3 separate regions of the Mus musculus genome follow, and all the other regions are linked to region 2. A link is a contact called in public Micro-C and promoter capture Hi-C data. All regions are on one chromosome and are shown on one strand. Each heading gives the region's core, a stretch centred on a gene start, on an enhancer-like site or on the middle of the called end of the contact. The rest is flanking DNA. Distances are from core to core; before and after follow the strand shown.

Region 1 (2,700 bases), core at 7-2,506, 360 kb after region 2:
ATTTGATTCCCAGTGCCTATTACGTGAGGCGAAACCAATATTGAAATCAAGATGGCTCAGCTGTTAAGTGTGTAACTGCTCTCGCAGAGTCAGTTCCCAGAACCCACACCGGGCAACTCACATCTGCATGTAACTCTAGCTCCCCCCGCCCCCCCCCCCCCCGCGGTCTTGTGACCTCTGACCTTCTACAGCACCTGCACGCATGCGCACATACCTACAGATGCATCATAAACATGAAAAATAAATCTCAAAAAACAAAATGGAAAAAATACAGAAGACCTGGGGAGTAGCACACAGATAACAAAACTCATCTCCAGAATTCCAAAAGGATTGTATTGTATTAAAGCAAAGGAAAAAATGTATTTTCATTTTTTTGTTTGTTTGTTTATTTGTTTTGGGATTCAAACTCAGGGTTTGGTGTGTGTTAGCAAGCACTCTGAGCAAAAACCTGAGCCTAGGAGGGGAGGAGGTCTTATTCATTCGTTTTCAAATTGTGTTTAAAGTCCTGGGAGACCCGATGACTGCTTCTATTAGGAAGAGCCCAGGGACTAAGGAACAGAATTTGGGGGCAATCCTGTCTATTGTATATCTTACCAAATTCTGAATTTAAATCTATTAAGCAGAAGCAAGTACCCCCACCCCACCCCACATTCAAACTCCTAGGCCAGGGCTGTGGAAAGGCGTCAGGCAAGTCCTGCAGTCTGTCTGGATGTGGTCTGAGATTGGACCACACACAGATCTGAAGGTTGAGTTCTTCTTCTCAGTTCAGCTTGATAAAGACATCGTGGCCTTCAATGAGCCTTGGCTCTCTTTTTTTTTATCTTTATTTAATTAGCCATTTCAGTTTTTTCCTGCTACTGAAGATTGAACTTGGGCCCTCGTGTCTGCTAGGCAAGCACTCTACCACTGAGCCATGTACCCCACCAAAGCCTGAGCTATCTATGGGGATGCGCATGGTTCTAAGCCCAGAAAAGAAGGAAAAGCCAAGGAAGCATTTGGGAGAGGACTGTGGTGAGATGCTACAGTCCCCCTCCTCCACCGTGCAATCTGTAGATTCATTCCCAGGCCAAGAGCTGCTCCTGGCCAGCAAGCCAGGAACATTTGCATATTTTATCGGGGCCAGGACAGCCCGCAGGCAGCCCCTGGCCCAGGCCACAGTGAACGCTTGAGCACTGTGACTGAGCCACAGCGGGGAGATAGGGCTGTGCAGAACTACGGACGCTAAGCATTCGTGTAGCTGAAGAGCTGAATGGACAGGAAGCACCAGTTTGGGTGGGTGACAGAATGACCAGAGTTGTCACAGGCTGCCCTGAGAAGCATCTGCTGCCCCCTGGAGCAGAATGACCTAGCTGCGGCTTTCATTCTTGCGCCTTTTTACACAAAAGACTGAAGCACAGCTGCTACACGTGCGTCTGCAGAGAAGACACGGGGGCTACGGGAAGGCTTCCGTCATCTACCACCTACGGAAGCTTTTGGTACCTAGCCCGGCTGCTACATCATACCAGCCTTGTCTGCCACCTTGTGGTTAAATGTCACCTCTGCATTTAGTGACAACAGGTAAGCACCTTGTTCTCGATCCCACAGAAAGCCGGTTTAATGCTCTTGAATAGCGATGAGTACACGTCCATTTTGGACTCCCCAAGGAGTGTAAACTACAACCAGGGTGGTACCTGTGGGAGAGGCCTGTGTCCCCGGGTGGAAGACCCATCGGGCGCCTAGGTCAAGTCAGAGAGAGCAGACTACAGTGAGATGAAGTCTCCTCTTGCCAGATCAGGAAATTCTTTTACAATCTCTTGGATCCTTGGAAGATCTTGACACACCCAGGGGCTATCCCATCTGGATCAAGCCCCTAAAATAGAGTAGGGGAAACCCCAGGCAGAGAGGAGCAGGGTGTAAGATCTCTTGCCGCCAGCTGATTCTATAACAACAGTTCTAGGGTAAACGTATCCCAACAGCAAGCAGCTCTTTTAGAGTGTGAGGACACACACACACACACACACACACAATTGACAATTAAGTCAAACTGGGCTGGACTATGGGCCTTGATGCTCTGTCTGGAGACTGTGAAAGTTAGCATGACTCTTTGTCATTCCCCCAGCAGGGCAGAGCTATATGAAGATTAGGTGAATCCTAGCACAGAATAAACCCCCTAAAGAGTGGCCAGCAGCTTCAGGATTACTTCCTCGTTTTTAAGATGGGGCCATAACAACCATTAAGTTAGCTGGGGAATAGCTGTTCTGTATTAATTAAAATGTTCCTGGTCCTTGCCTAATCCTTCAGCCACAGCCCACACTTTGGCTATTTGCTACTCTGCCTTTCCACAACCTCCCATCCTACAGAGCAGTGGAATAATTGAACATTTCCGTCTTAAGGAAGCCTACAGGACCACCACTCCTCTAGAAGGTGACATTCCTACTCAAGGCCACCAAGCTCTACTCCACAGGACCTGGGGACCCTCACTCCCCAGGGTCAGGCTTTGGTCTGGAGGCTGCTGCTCCCTCAGCCTTCTCTACTGCTGTTTCCTTGAAGTGGCATAGCAGAGACTTGAGGCCAGAGCATGACGGGCACCGGTACTCATTGCTTGGGGAGCCCTTGGCCATCTAAGGGGGACCTACTAGGAAGGCACAGGACCCCCTGGAGGGGCAGAGCCTGGAGACTCCACCTCAGCCTCTAGGAAAGCACACCCCAGCCTCCACACAG
Region 2 (2,700 bases), core at 137-2,636:
GTTCCAGAGGGGCAGGGATAGGGCGGGATACAGAGCTAGGAGAAAAGCCAACCAGAGGCACCGTTTCGTATTGGTCTTTTATACCCTAACCAGTAAGGAAGGCTCTTTCAAGATTATGCAAATAATGCTATCCTGCCTCGCCCAGCCAGGCGGGGCTAATTTATGGGTGGCACTCCGCACCGCGCGACAGCCCGAGGCGGGCTGCAGCGCCTCCCGGTGGACACACTGATGGTCGCAGAGTCCTCGCGCCCCCTGGTGGAAACCCACGGGAGTGGGTTGATTGATGCGGGCTCCGCCTGTCCGAGGCACCTCGACTCAGCTCTTGGAACACGTCTACGCTGGCAATAGAGGAGAGTCCTGGAGCCCGGCGTTCCGCAGAAAGGACACTGGAGCTGAGTTTTGGAAAAAGTAAGAGTGAACCAGAAAAATAACAACAAAAAAAAGGAACACTCCTGGAAGGAATCAAGAGATCAAGCAGAGGCGAAGGTTTGACAAATAGTAAGCAAATTTAAGATCGCAGTGGTGATGGGGACTTAAGCTAGTATGAAGAATTGTCGGGACTTGGATAAATGAGGAAAGAATACAGCGGGACAAGTAGATGGAGATTCTAGGACCCGAAACTCGCTACTTTTAGCGTGGGAAGCCTGGCTGTAGGTCGCGTCCAAGTGACAATATTCGACCAGCTCGCTGCCCCTATCCAAAGCTCGTGCTTGAAAGCCACATGCACACTCCACCCTTTCGCATTCACAAGGGTACGTCTAACACTACACCGGCACCCGTACAAGGAGGTTTTCCTTGGCTGACGTCATCAACACCTTGGCAGAGTGTTGTGCAGATCCCTTGACCAAGGATGGAGTGTCGCTCTGGGGTACCAAGCTTCTGGAACTCTAAACTTAGTCTCATCTTAGTCTTCAGATCGGTTGGCCGCAAGGCATCCACCTTTGAGGACTGGCTATTGGCCCCGAGCCCGGAGATTAATTCATGACGTCACTGCCCGAGCCTCTCGTCCCCATTCCTGCGCAGCTCTGCTTCAGAATTCTATGGGTTTCCTCCGTACTAGGACCCTGTGGCCCGGGACGATCTCCTATAGATCTGTCCCTTGTCTGGCTCCCTAAGGGACCCGGCTAAGGTGGATGGACTAGGGTCCTGAGTTCCCAGAAAAAATGTGTCTGCGCCGGAGGACAAACCTATCCCTCCGGGAAATTCAATTCCCTTCAACAGGGACTCTGGCCAATGGTAGAAAGGAGATCCGGGGACCTCTAAGGAAATGGAAAGACCGACTCACTAGTAGGGGCGAACGCGTAGACACCAGGGCGCGCAGCTCCAGGCCTGGGGTCCCGCAGGCGCCTCGCACCGCCTAAGTTCGGCCTCGCTCCGCCCACCTCCACCTCGTCCCTCCCTCTCTCCCTCCTCCCGAGGTCTCCTCCTCCTGACTCCTAGGGCGCCGCTAAGTTTCTTAGCTCCGGACCGCGCCGCGGGCTGTGTTCCCGTTGCCCGGTTCTCACGCACAGATCCCGGGCCTGGCCCTGGGCCCTTCGAGACCATGCTGTGCGGTGGCTGGAAAAGGAGTCGCCGCTCGCCGGAGGAATCCCGGGTGTCCGCCCAGGTCGCAGCGCCCCTCGCGTTCCCGCCCTCGCCCGCGTCGTCGGACAGCAGCACCAAAAGGCCTGGGCTACGGGCACTGAAGAAGATGGGTCAGTGACACACAAGGATGGGTCCGGGTGGGCGCGCACTGTCTCTAGGGACAACCTGGACGGAGCGGGGTGTACGGGCCACCTGGTTTGCCAGGGTGCTTGGAATTGGGGAGGATCTGACCAGGAGCACCAGCACTGTTCCAGTTGGGGTTCACACCTGGGGTCATCAGACTTCCAGGCTGTTTTAGAAGGCTTGGATGCCCCCGGTGCATTCTCACCGGGAGGCGCTCGCGGGGCCGTGCTGGGGTGAGAATTTGGGACTCGGGGCATGGATAGGGTTGCTGGAGAGTGAGGAGAATGGACTGAGAGATAAAGCTTGGAGTTAGGTTGGGGATGTAGCTCAATCGGTAGAGCTCTTAGCTCTGGGTTAGATCCCCAGTATCACAACGACTTACTGTTGTTAATCTCCCAGCACTGGCGAGGTGTCAGTAGGAGGATCAGGAGTTCAAGGTCATTCTCTGCTACAAAGTAAAGTGTGTGTGTGTGTGTGTGTGTGTGTGTGTATGAGTCTGGGGTCTATGAGACTCTGTTTCAAAAAAAAAAAAAAAAATACAATGCCAGGCAGTGGTGGCGCGCGCCTTTAATCCCAGCACTCGGGAGGCAGAGGCACGCGCACGCGGAGGTACGTACATTCATCTCCCAAGTGCTACTTGAGGTCTGTGGGCATCTTACAGCACCTGCTGTTCTTGATCCTGAGGGGCTGTTTACAGATGGCCTCTGCGAGATTCTAGACACCCAAGCCAGCCCTGTAACCCTCAGGTCTTCTCTGCCAGCAGTAACAAAGCCCTGGCAAGACCCGGGGCAATGGTGCGAAACAGTCCAGCTTCCTATTTCAGAGGTGAGAGGGAAGTCACTAGTCTTCAAGGAGCCCTCGAGTCGGCTCAATACCGCTGTGGTTTGCAGGTGTGGTGCTAAGCTCACCTTCCTGAGGTAGGTGTCCTGCACCCCATTTCACAGAGGAGGAAACTGACTCAGACATCAAAGAATCTAGTCGGGGCCACTCAGA
Region 3 (2,700 bases), core at 139-2,638, 350 kb before region 2:
TTTCTCTTAATGCTCTCCAGAAGAATGGAGAGTTTTAATTAGAGAACTTACTCATTTTAAGTTACATTTACTCTGAGACACTCTTGTCTATCTTCATAGCTATCATAAAAATGGGATCTTACAGTTTCTGGTTTGTATTGGGAAATGCACTGGGGTTGGTATGTTGATCTCCTATTTTGTGATACCAACAGTATCCTCATATTCTAGTGAAATGCTAGTTGATTGTTTTAGTCTTCTGGCTGTCCATTGTTTTCAATTACTAATGATGGGTTTGCTCCTTTCTCCTTAATACCGAGTTTATTTTCCTTCTCATACTTCAGGACTCCCCCCCCAAGAGACACGTACCTTGTAGCTGTAATAAGAGGCACTTTGCTTTTGCTCTTCTGGAAGACACTTGGAGGAGTTAAACGCTGTTTCTTACTTTGGCCTTTAAAAGGTTTTATTAGGACTTGTTGCATGTTACATAAAGCAGTCAGTACACTGTACTAAGTGGCAGCCTCATGGGCAGCCTGGAGCAAGGTGTTACGGGAGGGAAGACTAGCACAGCAGATGTCAGATAGAGGGGATGAATGTAAACGCAAAGACAGAAGTCACTGATGTAATCACAATAATGTTTTCCTCCAAAACAGATTTATTCTCATAGAACAGCAAAGGAGGGAGATGAAGAGAAGTCCTCAAGGTAAATGTAAGGTTGGCAGTCGTTCCGGAAGAAGCTGAGGGTTAGTGGAGAGCTTGGGTCTCTCTCTCTCTCATTTAATCCCCTCACTCAACAGTGGGGAAACTCAGGAAGAATGCTCTCTCTTGATGTCTTGCCTGGCTCCCCAAAATAGCAGGAATACCTAGGCCTAGCAAGAAGGCCTCTAGTGTCACCATCTCTTTAAGGACAGAAGGTTGGGCTGTACCCATCCTACTGTTGGTAGCATCAGGGATTCACTATGCAGCCAAGGCTAGCCTCAAACCTCGTTTAAACTTGCCAGGTACTGGAATTAGATATGATCCAACATGCCCAACTAGCTATGTCCTTTAAACTGTTGTCACGACTCACTCCTCAGAGGCAGTCTGCACGGTGAAATTCGGAGTTTATGAGCTGAGCTGTGGACTTGGTGCTAGGCAAACAGGAGTGCCCCCTCCCTCACCTCAGAAACTCTGTATGTGAGAGTTTGTCTAAAGGCACCAATGGGAAAGGCTCTGGACAGCAAAATGCTTCTGTCCAGGATGATTTCTTCAAAGACAAAAGCTAGTCCACAGGGGTAAGTGGGGCTCTAGTCATGCCGGCACTGTGGCTATGCTCCAGGACAACCCATAGACAAAGATCTCCCCAGGGGCCTTGTGGAACAAAAGTTCCTAGAAGCCAGGCATGCATGGAATTGTTCTCAAGTCCCAGGGCATGGGTGATTTTTGTTATGGAAAGAGCTGAGGTGTCTCCCAGGAGAGAGACACACACACAAAATGACTCAGTCACTAACTGTCTTCTGTGTTTTCTTCCAAGGTATAAGAAAAACTACTACAAGATATCTGAGACTCAGGTAAGCTTGAGACTGGGTGCTGTGGCTGGGGAGTGATGATTGGGGTAACCAATGTCTCCCCTTCTCTTTTCTAGGATGGGTTTTTCTGGCTAAGGTGCCCACTGTGGCTTAGAGACATGTATAGGCCTCTGCACGACACCCGAAAGAAAAACATGGCTCAAGACCTTCAGGACAAGGAGTCGTCTGGAGAGGAGGAGATTTTCAATAAGGATGTACCAAGGTAAATGTCTAGCTCAATGAGGAGATAAGGGCCAGTTCCTCTTTTCAAAGATTAAAAGCCTTGGCATTGTTCTTCCAGGGAGTTCAAGAGAAGATCCTCGGTGAAATCATCCGCAGAAGAGAGTGTAGTCGAAGCCCCACGGTGATCTGCTATCATTTATTAATAAATTATTTTTTGTAGATTTGTGAGTATCAAAGTCTTTTGTACTCCAGTACATGAAAATTGATGCACAGCACTTGAGGGTGTGGGCCAGTCAGATGGCTTGTCACAGGTGAGCAGATGTCATTCAAGCCCCGTGACCTAAGTTTGATCCAGAATTCAAGTGGAAAAATAAAAAGCAGCTTCATGCTCCATCTTTATCCCTGTGCATCTTGTAGGCAGAACAGATTTTGAGTTGAAGGTTTTGTGGGTGAGTTGATGTACCTCTCCTACTGGAATTCCTGACTGGCTCCAGGAAGTGACCACTTCAGTCTCTGTAGGAACCTCAGCTAGGGTCACTCCCATAGACTCCCCTGAGTCTCCCCCATCCCAGGTCTCCAGCCAGAGATGTCCCCCCCCCCCATCGATTGCCATGCTCACTCCCAACCCTCTCCCACACCCCCTTCCCCAACACCTGATCACGATCCCCATTCCCCTCCTTGCCCTCTCTCTCACCCAGTTCCCTCCCTCCATCCACCTCTGATGACTATTTTGTTTACCCTTCTGAGTGAGATTCAAACATCCTCCCTTGGGCCCCCTCATCACTCAGTTTCTTTGGGTCTATGGGTTGTAGTGTCGCATCCACCCCGACCAGCAGGAAAGACACAACACCATTGTCCTTCTTCAAGCAGGTTTATTCAGGAACACTTCGCATTGAAATGCAGGAACAGGAATCCACCCCCCCCCCCCCAGCAACCCCGGGGCGTGCCTTAAATACCCTACTGACTCCTCCCAATCACCCCAGTCACATAACGG

What was found. Promoter capture Hi-C pulls out the DNA fragments that hold promoters and counts their contacts. Hi-C and Micro-C count contacts between places; a contact is called where the count stands out from the background.
Region 1: a contact with region 2 is called in a promoter capture Hi-C map of hippocampal neurons, with 2.7 times the contacts expected there. The contact joins the enhancer-like site here to the promoter of Acbd4 in region 2. A contact is called at or near these places in 3 of 39 promoter capture datasets (cranial neural crest, embryonic stem cells and hippocampal neurons), 1 of 15 datasets of contacts at CTCF or cohesin (embryonic stem cells) and 4 of 115 datasets of contacts at active chromatin or transcription factors (embryonic stem cells, pancreatic cancer cells and trophoblast stem cells).
Region 3: a Micro-C map of embryonic stem cells shows a contact between it and region 2, with 1.8 times the contacts expected there. The contact joins the enhancer-like site here to the promoter of Acbd4 in region 2. A contact is called at or near these places in 1 of 39 promoter capture datasets (neutrophils), 2 of 15 datasets of contacts at CTCF or cohesin (embryonic stem cells and large pre-B cells), 2 of 484 Hi-C or Micro-C datasets (both in embryonic stem cells) and 2 of 9 other capture datasets (adipose tissue and liver).

Annotation. Positions count from the first base shown.
Region 1 is chr11:102,738,182-102,740,881 of GRCm38.p6, reverse strand. It overlaps the pseudogene Gm39501. Among named protein-coding and RNA genes, the nearest start is that of Adam11, 22 kb to the left of the region's middle. Within about 2 kb of position 1,256, at least 60 of the 459 cell types and tissues checked have an H3K27ac peak or open chromatin away from gene starts, as enhancers often do. A contact at or near this core is called in hippocampal neurons, where this site is marked.
Region 2 is chr11:103,100,374-103,103,073 of GRCm38.p6, reverse strand. Acbd4 (acyl-Coenzyme A binding domain containing 4) reads right to left here and starts at 1,386. Exons shown (of 11, transcript NM_025988.2): 1 at 1,286-1,386; 2 at 1-392. Plcd3 (phospholipase C, delta 3) reads left to right here and starts at 1,416. Exons shown (of 15, transcript NM_152813.3): 1 at 1,416-1,694. The coding sequence starts at 1,544.
Region 3 is chr11:103,449,934-103,452,633 of GRCm38.p6, reverse strand. It overlaps Lrrc37a (titin-like), which reads left to right. Exons shown (of 14, transcript XM_011249376.2): 11 at 630-679; 12 at 1,490-1,526; 13 at 1,601-1,746; 14 at 1,825-1,927. The coding sequence ends at 1,891. Among named protein-coding and RNA genes, the nearest start is that of Gm39397, 30 kb to the right of the region's middle. Within about 2 kb of position 1,388, at least 5 of the 459 cell types and tissues checked have an H3K27ac peak or open chromatin away from gene starts, as enhancers often do. A contact at or near this core is called in embryonic stem cells, where this site is marked.